2 separate regions of the Mus musculus genome follow, and region 2 is linked to region 1. A link is a contact called in public promoter capture Hi-C data. All regions are on one chromosome and are shown on one strand. Each heading gives the region's core, a stretch centred on a gene start, on an enhancer-like site or on the middle of the called end of the contact. The rest is flanking DNA. Distances are from core to core; before and after follow the strand shown.

The links. Capture Hi-C pulls out chosen DNA fragments and counts their contacts.
Region 2: a contact with region 1 is called in a promoter capture Hi-C map of liver, with 4 times the contacts expected there. The contact joins the promoter of Cycs here to the promoter of Krba1 in region 1. A contact is called at or near these places in 4 of 39 promoter capture datasets (hippocampal neurons, liver and pre-B cells) and 1 of 9 other capture datasets (liver).

What each region holds. Positions count from the first base shown.
Region 1 is chr6:48,393,322-48,397,730 of GRCm38.p6, reverse strand. It overlaps Krba1 (KRAB-A domain containing 1), which reads right to left and starts at 2,145. Exons shown (of 18, transcript NM_001347152.1): 1 at 1,844-2,145. The coding sequence starts at 1,855. Gm16630 (predicted gene, 16630) reads left to right here and starts at 2,323. Exons shown (of 5, transcript NR_152250.1): 1 at 2,323-3,093.
Region 2 is chr6:50,564,274-50,568,682 of GRCm38.p6, reverse strand. Cycs (cytochrome c, somatic) reads left to right here and starts at 2,114. Exons shown (of 3, transcript NM_007808.5): 1 at 2,114-2,267; 2 at 3,015-3,191; 3 at 3,298-4,409. The coding sequence starts at 3,023. The coding sequence ends at 3,446. 5430402O13Rik (RIKEN cDNA 5430402O13 gene) reads right to left here and starts at 2,040. Exons shown (of 3, transcript NR_027892.1): 1 at 1,661-2,040.

The DNA of each region.
Region 1 (4,409 bases), core at 896-3,395:
ACTAGTGGATCATATCCTAGTCCACAGGGATACTGTACAGACAGGATTAATTACCATAGGCTACAATAAATCTAGCATAAATGCTGTGGCTCGTGTCACCAAGGCTATCTGCCTAATCTCCACCTCAGGCTCTTCTATACACCACTCCTGACTCTGGGGGGCAGCATAGGTGGCTCTTTATCTCAAGGCTAAATATAGCTGGCTCCTTTAGGCCTTTGCCTGCAATGTTTTCCAGGCCTCTCTCCAACTAGCCTCAAAAGGCCATCCTCACTGACAGGGTTTTGTTTTGATGCGGATGAGAACTCGCTCTGAGTGGAGAGATGCTCCCTTCAGAGCTTTCCCAAATGGAAGAAGTCGAATTGGGGATGTTGGTCAGATGGTAAAGTGTTTGCCTAGCATGCGCTGGAATTAAGTTCCCAGTGCCACACAAAGCCAGATATGGTAGCACATGCCTATGATTCAGGCCGTTGTAGGAAGGTCAGTCAGGTCAAAGTCATCTTCAGCCACATGAGAGTCTGTCTCCAAAAATATAAATAAAAAGCAAAGGAAGAGAGAGTGTGTGTGAAGGACAGGGAGTGGGGAAGGGGAAGAGACAGAGTGGATGGGGAGATTAACTTCAGAACAGCTACCGCTGGCTTGCCATCTGGACCTCTGCCCAATCATCAGAAGAAAACCTTCCAGGATTAACTAGGACCACTGTAGATGATCAATCTCCTTGCTCATAACTCCCATGATGGCTTCCTAAGAAACTGTGTCAGTCTCTGTATGAAATTTTAGTTTCAGCACTCAGTCTTGTATCAGCCTAGCCCCATTGCCCCAGCATGCCTCAGGCTACCAGGGTCAGACCCTGTACCATGGCTGCTACTCACTGTCCCCAACTGTAGACTGTGCACACACCCCTGTGATTCTGTCACCCCTGTCACAATGAACATAAAGATCTTAGACCATCTCTGCCCCTCTTCCTTAGCCTGGGACCTTGTACTCTCAGAGACCGTGCCTGACCATCTTCTCTATGCAGTATATGAATACTCTTCCTTGAACATCAGGTTGGAGAGATCTGTGGTTCAATTCCCTCATCTACAGAACAGAAAACCCAAATAAGCAGACTCTAGGATGGGGCCAGTGGGAGTATCTGAGCAAGAGTCTTGGGCTACCTGTTAGCCATAGCTAAAAAAGACGCTTCCAGGCCAGACAATGTTCGATTTACCTGGCTTATCGTTTCTCCTGAGATTCTTGTGGGGTATTAGTGATGTCCAGCCACGACCTCAACACAGTTGCCTAAGTTTGGCCAAAGCTCGTGGACCAAAATTGCACATCTGACTCTGGGTGTCTACCCAGAAGGCAGTGCAGCAACTGCCCTGGCATCTTCACAGCCCACGATCCTGCCGAAACTGTACCTAGGCCACAACAACTGATGTGGCTCTTCTTCAGCTCTGGGACTGACATATTTTACCAGCATTAACTTCGATCTGTTTTCTTTCTCCCCACTTTTCCGGCCCAATTCACGGGGATTACGTATCTTAACAAAAATAAATGTCAGATTTAGTTATTCCCCCAAGACCTGCTGAGGCTTCAGTCGTGCACACCCTCTCACGATCTTGTAATGAAAAGCCAAAGGAATGAGTTCCCCAGGTAGAAAAAAAGCTCCAGGTCCGTGTGTCCTGGGAGAAGGGGAGAGCCTTAGACTTCTGGTTAGGGAATTCTGGGCACTGGCCGACCTTGATCGGCTCACTCGAGCTCAAAGTCGGCGGTGACGGATCCTCCCGGGCCTGTTGCCCTGGGGACTGCGCTGCACCAAGAAGCCCGACCGCGGCGTTCGTCGGTCCGCAACGGCTCGTCTTACCTGGAGCGCCATGGCGGAACTCAGCTTCGCGACTCCCTGGCCCACCCAGCTTCCGGTGCGGCTCTGGCTGGAGGCTGCACCGAGACCCTCGAGACCCTCGGGGACAGCGGCCCAGTTCTGCACGACAGGAAGCGGGGCCGGGGAACTCGCTACACCGAGAACCGCAGAGTTGGCTCGTCTGGGTCGGTCTGGCGCTTCGCATCCCGGGAGGGGTGGTCCCGCTTCCGCCCGCAGCCCCCAGCCTCACAGCGGTAACGACGCAAGCGCAGACTACACTTCCCAGAGGGCGCCGTGCCTGGGGCGTGGCTTCAGGGGGTGTGGCGGGGTTCTCCTTTACTGCTCCGTCCCTCACACCTCTAGCTCCTCAGGTTCAGGCACCCGCCTGGCACTGGTTAGTTACATCCTGTCGAGCTTGCGGCTTGCGCATGCTCAGGTGCAAACAACCGTTCATCCAAATAACCAACCATCCACTCCTCCGTTCTCTTTAGCATCCGGCGCTTTCTGAGTGCGCCCTGTACAGGTGCCAGGTTAGGATGCATGGATAAAAAGGGACCAGTTTCTCCCGTTGGCTGCAGTCACGTAAACCCGACCCTGAGTGGCTGAGGGCCAGGGCACAGTGGCTCACCGCTACACTGATCTGCATCACTACATTTTATGTGACTATTTGCTTGCTCGTGTTGCCCACTGATGGTGGCGGCCCCAGTAGTTCCTGACAAACGCTAGGCTTAAATATATGTATGATGTGTGGACTAAGTGTGTGCCCCATCTCTGGATTCATTTGTGCTGCTGTCTCTGTGGTGCAGACATAGTCCTTAGGCTGCACTTTGAGGCTCATTTTCCTTCCTGGAGCCCTCGTCTTTCCCTTCATTGTATGGGAAAAACTCAAAGAGAAGTTTTTGGAGCTTTGAAACAGGTGCTTGGAGCCACAGCAGAAGCCACCATACCCAGGACTTGTTCTCGGCTCTCCACTCCTAAAAATGTCTGCAGGGGCGTCCCCTTATCTGCGATCCGAGGAAGGACGATTTCTCCCTAGCCACCCCAGCATAGCTCTTTAGTGACTCTGGCCTACGTGGGCTCCACTGGCATACTGGCTTTGTATGCTGGCATGCCAGAACACATGATCGAGCAGAGACCACTAACATTACTGCCCAGCACAGCTGAGTGAATTTCTTCCTTCACACTCTAAGGACAGGACCGCAGCATGGAAAAAGAAAACTGAAAGTTCAGTCCATCTCCAGTAGCATCTCAGGGTAAGTCCTAGGCCTCAAGCCAGGGACCTATGATCCCTAAGCCACAAAATCCTCTCAAAACCTTTCAAAAAGAAAAAAGGAAGACATAATTTACAGCATGTGAAGTGTCTTGACGCTGTTTTGCTTTAAGTGTCCTCCTGTCTGGGCTTGGTGCAACATTTGGAGATTTGGGCCATCTGTCACTAAGAAGAGCTTACACCATCAAACTGGCTGAATGGCCAGTTGTTAAAGTTACAGAAACAACTGCTGCCCATTCATTACCCTTTTGACTATTTTTTGCCTCCACACCAGCCCTTATAATCTTTACATTAAAAAGTTTTACTCCAGATAACAGGGGTGGTAGTCTGGGATGTGATACCATGACAAACAATGATTGTGTTCAGGGAAGGGAAAAGATTTTATATTTGTTGTTTTTTTTGTTGTTGTTGTTTTTTTTTTTTTTTTTTTTTTTTTGAGGCAGGGTTTCTCAGTGTAACCAGCCCTGGCTATTGTGGACTTGCTTTGTAACAAGACCAGTTTGACCTTGAACTCACAGAGCTCCACCAGCCTCTGCATCATGAGTGCTGGCATTCTAAAATGAGCAAGGTTGCAGAGTTGTTTTGAAATGATAGTCCTTGGCTATAACAAAGGTGTTGTTAGTCCAGCTTTGGGCAGACACTTGCTGGGTGGGCAGCCTTGTAGAAGAGCTTTTTCCCTACAAGGTTGCTATGGCATTTGTGCAAGGTTGTGGTCTTGGCAGTTTTTTGTGGCCATTCTTGCTATCAGCAGATATGTGTGAGGAAACCCCATCCTTACCACCAGGGCTTCTTGACATTTTCTGTCAGTGGTTGACATAGTGATTCTATCAGTTTAACATAAGTAGCTCTAGTTTGATCTCAACAATTTCACATGAGCTCAAGGGATGGAATAGAAATCGAATACATTAAAAAAGAAACTTAGTAATTCCAATTAGTTGTTCAGTACATTGCTATTCAGAGAGCTTAACTTCTTACATATTTGGTATTTGGTTACCTGGCCATTTGATGAGTTGGCTTTGAGTGGACTAGCCAGCTGTCTTACTCAAATGCAACAGCTAGTTTCTGTGAGCAATAAACTGTGCTATCCATTTCTGCATATGAAAATTAGCTGGAATTTTAAAAACTTTTTGGTTTTCATTACTGTTTTCTTTCCATCTATGAGGTCACCTAAAAGACTTTGGAATTTCCCATGATGAAGGTTTTATAGAAGAGTTTGTTTTTTAAAATTTGCTCTACAGTCAGAGACTATGATGTTGATTGTAATGGATGTATCTAAACTTGACATTGTCTAAAGTTTAC
Region 2 (4,409 bases), core at 865-3,364, 2.2 Mb before region 1:
ACTGAAAGGAAACCATCTCTGGCTGTACTAGAAGCTCAGCAAATGAAAAGCCTAGCTCAGAGAAGGTGGCTTGGGGCAGCTCTGGCAGGAATGCCTAGGTAATGCTGCTGCACTTCAATCTAAAGCATCCGATCCACTTATTCCCTGTACGTGAAGAACATCCTAATAGTGATTTGTTCATAGTTTTTTTAAAAAAATACGCAATCCACTATATTGAAAAGAGAGGCATTTGCTTTAAAACAATTACAACTCTTACCAGCCACTCTCCTTCCCAAAGGATAAGAATAGATAGAGCAATGGCTTTGAGATAGGGTTGGGATGCCGAGTCTTTTAAATTCAGACTCCATTTTAGAGAACCTGACCTAAGTTTGAACTCAGGTAAACTAACAGGCTGGTACCTAGCATTAGTTTCCAAGTTGCCCCCCAAAAGAAACCCAAGCCAAAACCAAACACTCCCCTCCCCCACATACACACATAAAACACAAACAAGAGCAACTCACAGCCAACTCGTTTATAAACGAAAAATGGTATCTTCTGTTCCACAAAGAAACGATATTGAGAGAACAATGACTTCAGTAAGAACTACTTTTTCTTTGGAGAAATAAGGAAGGCAGTATCAGGACTTGATTTAAGGACATATTGAATGTCTACAGATTTGCTACATCAGGTCTTTAAAAACTTTAAGAGTTTGATAAATAAGCCTATATACAAATAACTTAAAATAAACCTACATAAGGACTAAGTCTAAATGCTGAACGAGTACCCCCAAAAGCTAGGACAGTTTAATAACAATGAAAATACATCAGACCTCCTTATCTATGGTTCCCATATCCATGTCTTCAGAAATCAGCAGATCACATCACATACTATGTAGTTAGGCTTACAATATTCTCACCAATACAGAATGACTAGCGTTTTTGTCATTTTCCCTAAGTGACACCATACAGCACTGCATTTGGCAGTATAAGTTATAATCTAGAAATTATTTAAATATTGGGGAGATTGTGTAGATTATATACAAATATTACATCATTTCATGTGAAGGACTTAAACACCCATGGAATTCTGTATGGGTTCTGGGGATTGTTCTGGAATCAACTATCCCTGGGAATACCTAACAACTATACTCACACAAACTGACATCTTTGAGCAGATAGGACCAGTGGCTGGAAAGAGATCTATTGAGACTTTAGACCAGCCTTCTAACATCTCATGTTAATCTGATGGCGGAAGGAAAAGTGGTAGAATATAAACAAGCTCAACCAGAATATGTGAGTTCATACTGAGAAGGGCCCGGCACACACCAGGCATCTATAAACACACGATAAACTATGTCAAGGCTAGACAGAACATAGGGAATGGACCGACATTCATCTGAATTTGGGAGAGGGGAGTAATGAAGAAAACGTCCAGTGGCAGAATTTAAAGTGTCTGTGAGTTCGTTTTGAAGTACACCAGGAAAGTATGCTAAGGAGACTTCCATTTCCAATATGGTCAGAAGGGATGCCAAGTCTAGCGGATTCCCGGGAATCCTCTACTCAGGCGAATCCTGCTTCTCCCTTAAAGCTTGCCTGCACACCCTCCTCGTTTTCTACAAACACTAGGGGAAGAAAACAGGGACTCTGGGTAAGATGTGATCCTGTCTGCCACTTGTGCGTACCTTCCCCAGCTTTGAGGCTCTCACTGGGAGAGCAGGAAGATGGTTTAACAGAGTAAAGGTCACCAGCAGGCGTCCACTGCGAGGCCAGTGCAGTTGCGCCAGCCAGGAAGCCTTGACCAAGCCTGGGTAAAGGTCGCCAGCACACCGGCCGGCAGTCTCAGCACTCCCCGTGGGCGGAGGCCGAAGGAGTCCTAGGGCCGGGCGTTACCTGAGCCGAGCCACACCCGGATCCCAAGGGAGCATCGGCCCCGCTACTTGCCCTCGCCATCTCGCAGGCCAGAGGGTGACGTCACGCACGTCCACGCCTTACGTCCTAAGGCCTGTCGTAAGTGTCGGGCAAACGAGGCCTCTGAAGGAAGGGCGCCCTCTGGGCACATCCTACCATGCTAGCTCGCATGCGCGCGCACAAACCTGTCCTGGAGCCAATGAGGTGCGGTTACGTCACGGCGCAGCAGACGGCGCTACCGCACGTCGGGCCGCGGACGGGCGGAACAAGTGTGGTTGCACCGACACCGGTACATAGGCGCGGGCCGGCGTGTCCTTGGGCTAGAGCGCGGGACGTCTGTCTTCGAGTCCGAACGTTCGTGGTGTTGACCAGCCCGGAACGGTGAGCGCGCGACGGGGATGCGGACCGGGAACGGGGCGAGGAGGCCGGGGCAGGCCTAACCTACAAAGCCATGCAGAACTGTGGCACGGCTGGAGGCGGCGTGGGTGTAGGACCGGGGCCCGGAGTTCTAGAAGGAACTCGCCCGCCGCCCCTTCTGAGAGCAGAAGCTGCTGTTCCTTCAGGACTGGGCCAGTTCTTTTCCTGATTAAGCATCTGGGAGGGTGGGTTTGTAAAGTCGTAGTCACCCCTGGGATCTCAACGTGAGAGTGAGACGGTTCCTTCCCCAGTCCTCCCTCGCCTTCCCGTGCCGGACTAAAGCAAGAGAGAAGAGACTTAACCTCCTAATGAGACCGGAGCAGGCGGAAGCACTTAGGATCACCCCCAGCCTCCCTTATCTTTGGAAGTGACTTTAATCGGCAGCACTGACAGCAGTTTAGCATTCTGAAATGTTAAGAGTTGTAGTGGTTTTGCTTTAATGAGTCCGGTTTCATATTTGTGACTTTTTGACCTTGCCTTCTTCGGAAACTGGGGTTTGAGCTGTGGGTTTCCATTTCCCTTGGCATGGACCTGTCTTGAGCACAGACTTGCTTTAAAGGAGAGTCTCCTAGGTGATGTATTTGCTATTGAAGAATATTGCAAGTGGACTGAGTTAGCACCCTGCCTGGTGTTAAGAGGACATAAGAATAGCGGTTTGAATGGTCATTGGGATCCGTAGTACGTTTTACTGTTGGATCTTTTCCCTTTTAGAATTAAAAATGGGTGATGTTGAAAAAGGCAAGAAGATTTTTGTTCAGAAGTGTGCCCAGTGCCACACTGTGGAAAAGGGAGGCAAGCATAAGACTGGACCAAATCTCCACGGTCTGTTCGGGCGGAAGACAGGCCAGGCTGCTGGATTCTCTTACACAGATGCCAACAAGAACAAAGGTAACGGGGGGAGCTGCTGTCAGCCACAGCACAGGTTGCTTGGGTTAACCAGTGCAGAATTACCAGGTGTGTAAAACACTTAACCTCTGCATCTCTTTCTGTTTAGGCATCACCTGGGGAGAGGATACCCTGATGGAGTATTTGGAGAATCCCAAAAAGTACATCCCTGGAACAAAAATGATCTTCGCTGGAATTAAGAAGAAGGGAGAAAGGGCAGACCTAATAGCTTATCTTAAAAAGGCTACTAATGAGTAATTCCACTGCCTTATTTATTACAAAACAAATGTCTCATGGCTTTTAATGTACACCATAATTTAATTCACACACCAAATTCAGATCATGAATGGCTAGCAATGTTTTTGTTGGACAGTCCTGATTTAAGTAAAACTGACTTGTCATAAAGTGGGTACGGTCTTTATTAAAGCAACAGTTCCAGTTGTATACATGCTACCACGGCTCTCCCTTTCTCAAGATAAGATTGGACTTAATTAGCAATGTTTTACTTTCCATAAATAGGGGCATGTCACCTCAAACCTACTAAATGGTTTTATACTTAGATTTATATAACTGGGCATATGAATATGCTTAAACACTGGGAAAATTCTATCACTGTCTCAGAAACAAGAAGACTCAAATGTGTTTCAGTTTGTGTTCACTGGCCTCTTTCAGGTCATGGCTAACCACCAGGAGGCAACTGTCTATTCTTGACAGTGCAGTTTTAATTAGAATTCCCTACATCAAGGATGTTGCCTTTTACTATTGAAAGGCATTTACTGTGGTTTATGTATGATATCAAATAAAGAGTATTTAACACTTCTTTATAGTTGATCTGCAAATTAAAATGCTTTTAGAAACAAGCAAGTTAGGCCTTTTAAATTCTCTATTTTCTAAGACTAAGTTGTAAATCAGAATTGTCCTTAAATACCCACTCAGAAACACACATAACTGGAATTCGATTAGGAATGGCACTCTTTGCTAACTTACTAGATGGAAAGATGGAAATAAAGGAAATAGTTTGTATCAGCAGAAAGAAGATAATTAAAACAACCACAGATCGTGATCCTTTGATTGTGCTTTGTTTAATGACAGTTAACATATCTTTAGTTGTTTAAATGTTCCCTGGTATAAAGCCATGGTCTAGTGAAGGTACTAGGTGCTCTTACCTTGATATCTCGGGCAACTCCGACTACAGCCACGCTTTACCCTTCGTTCTTTGGC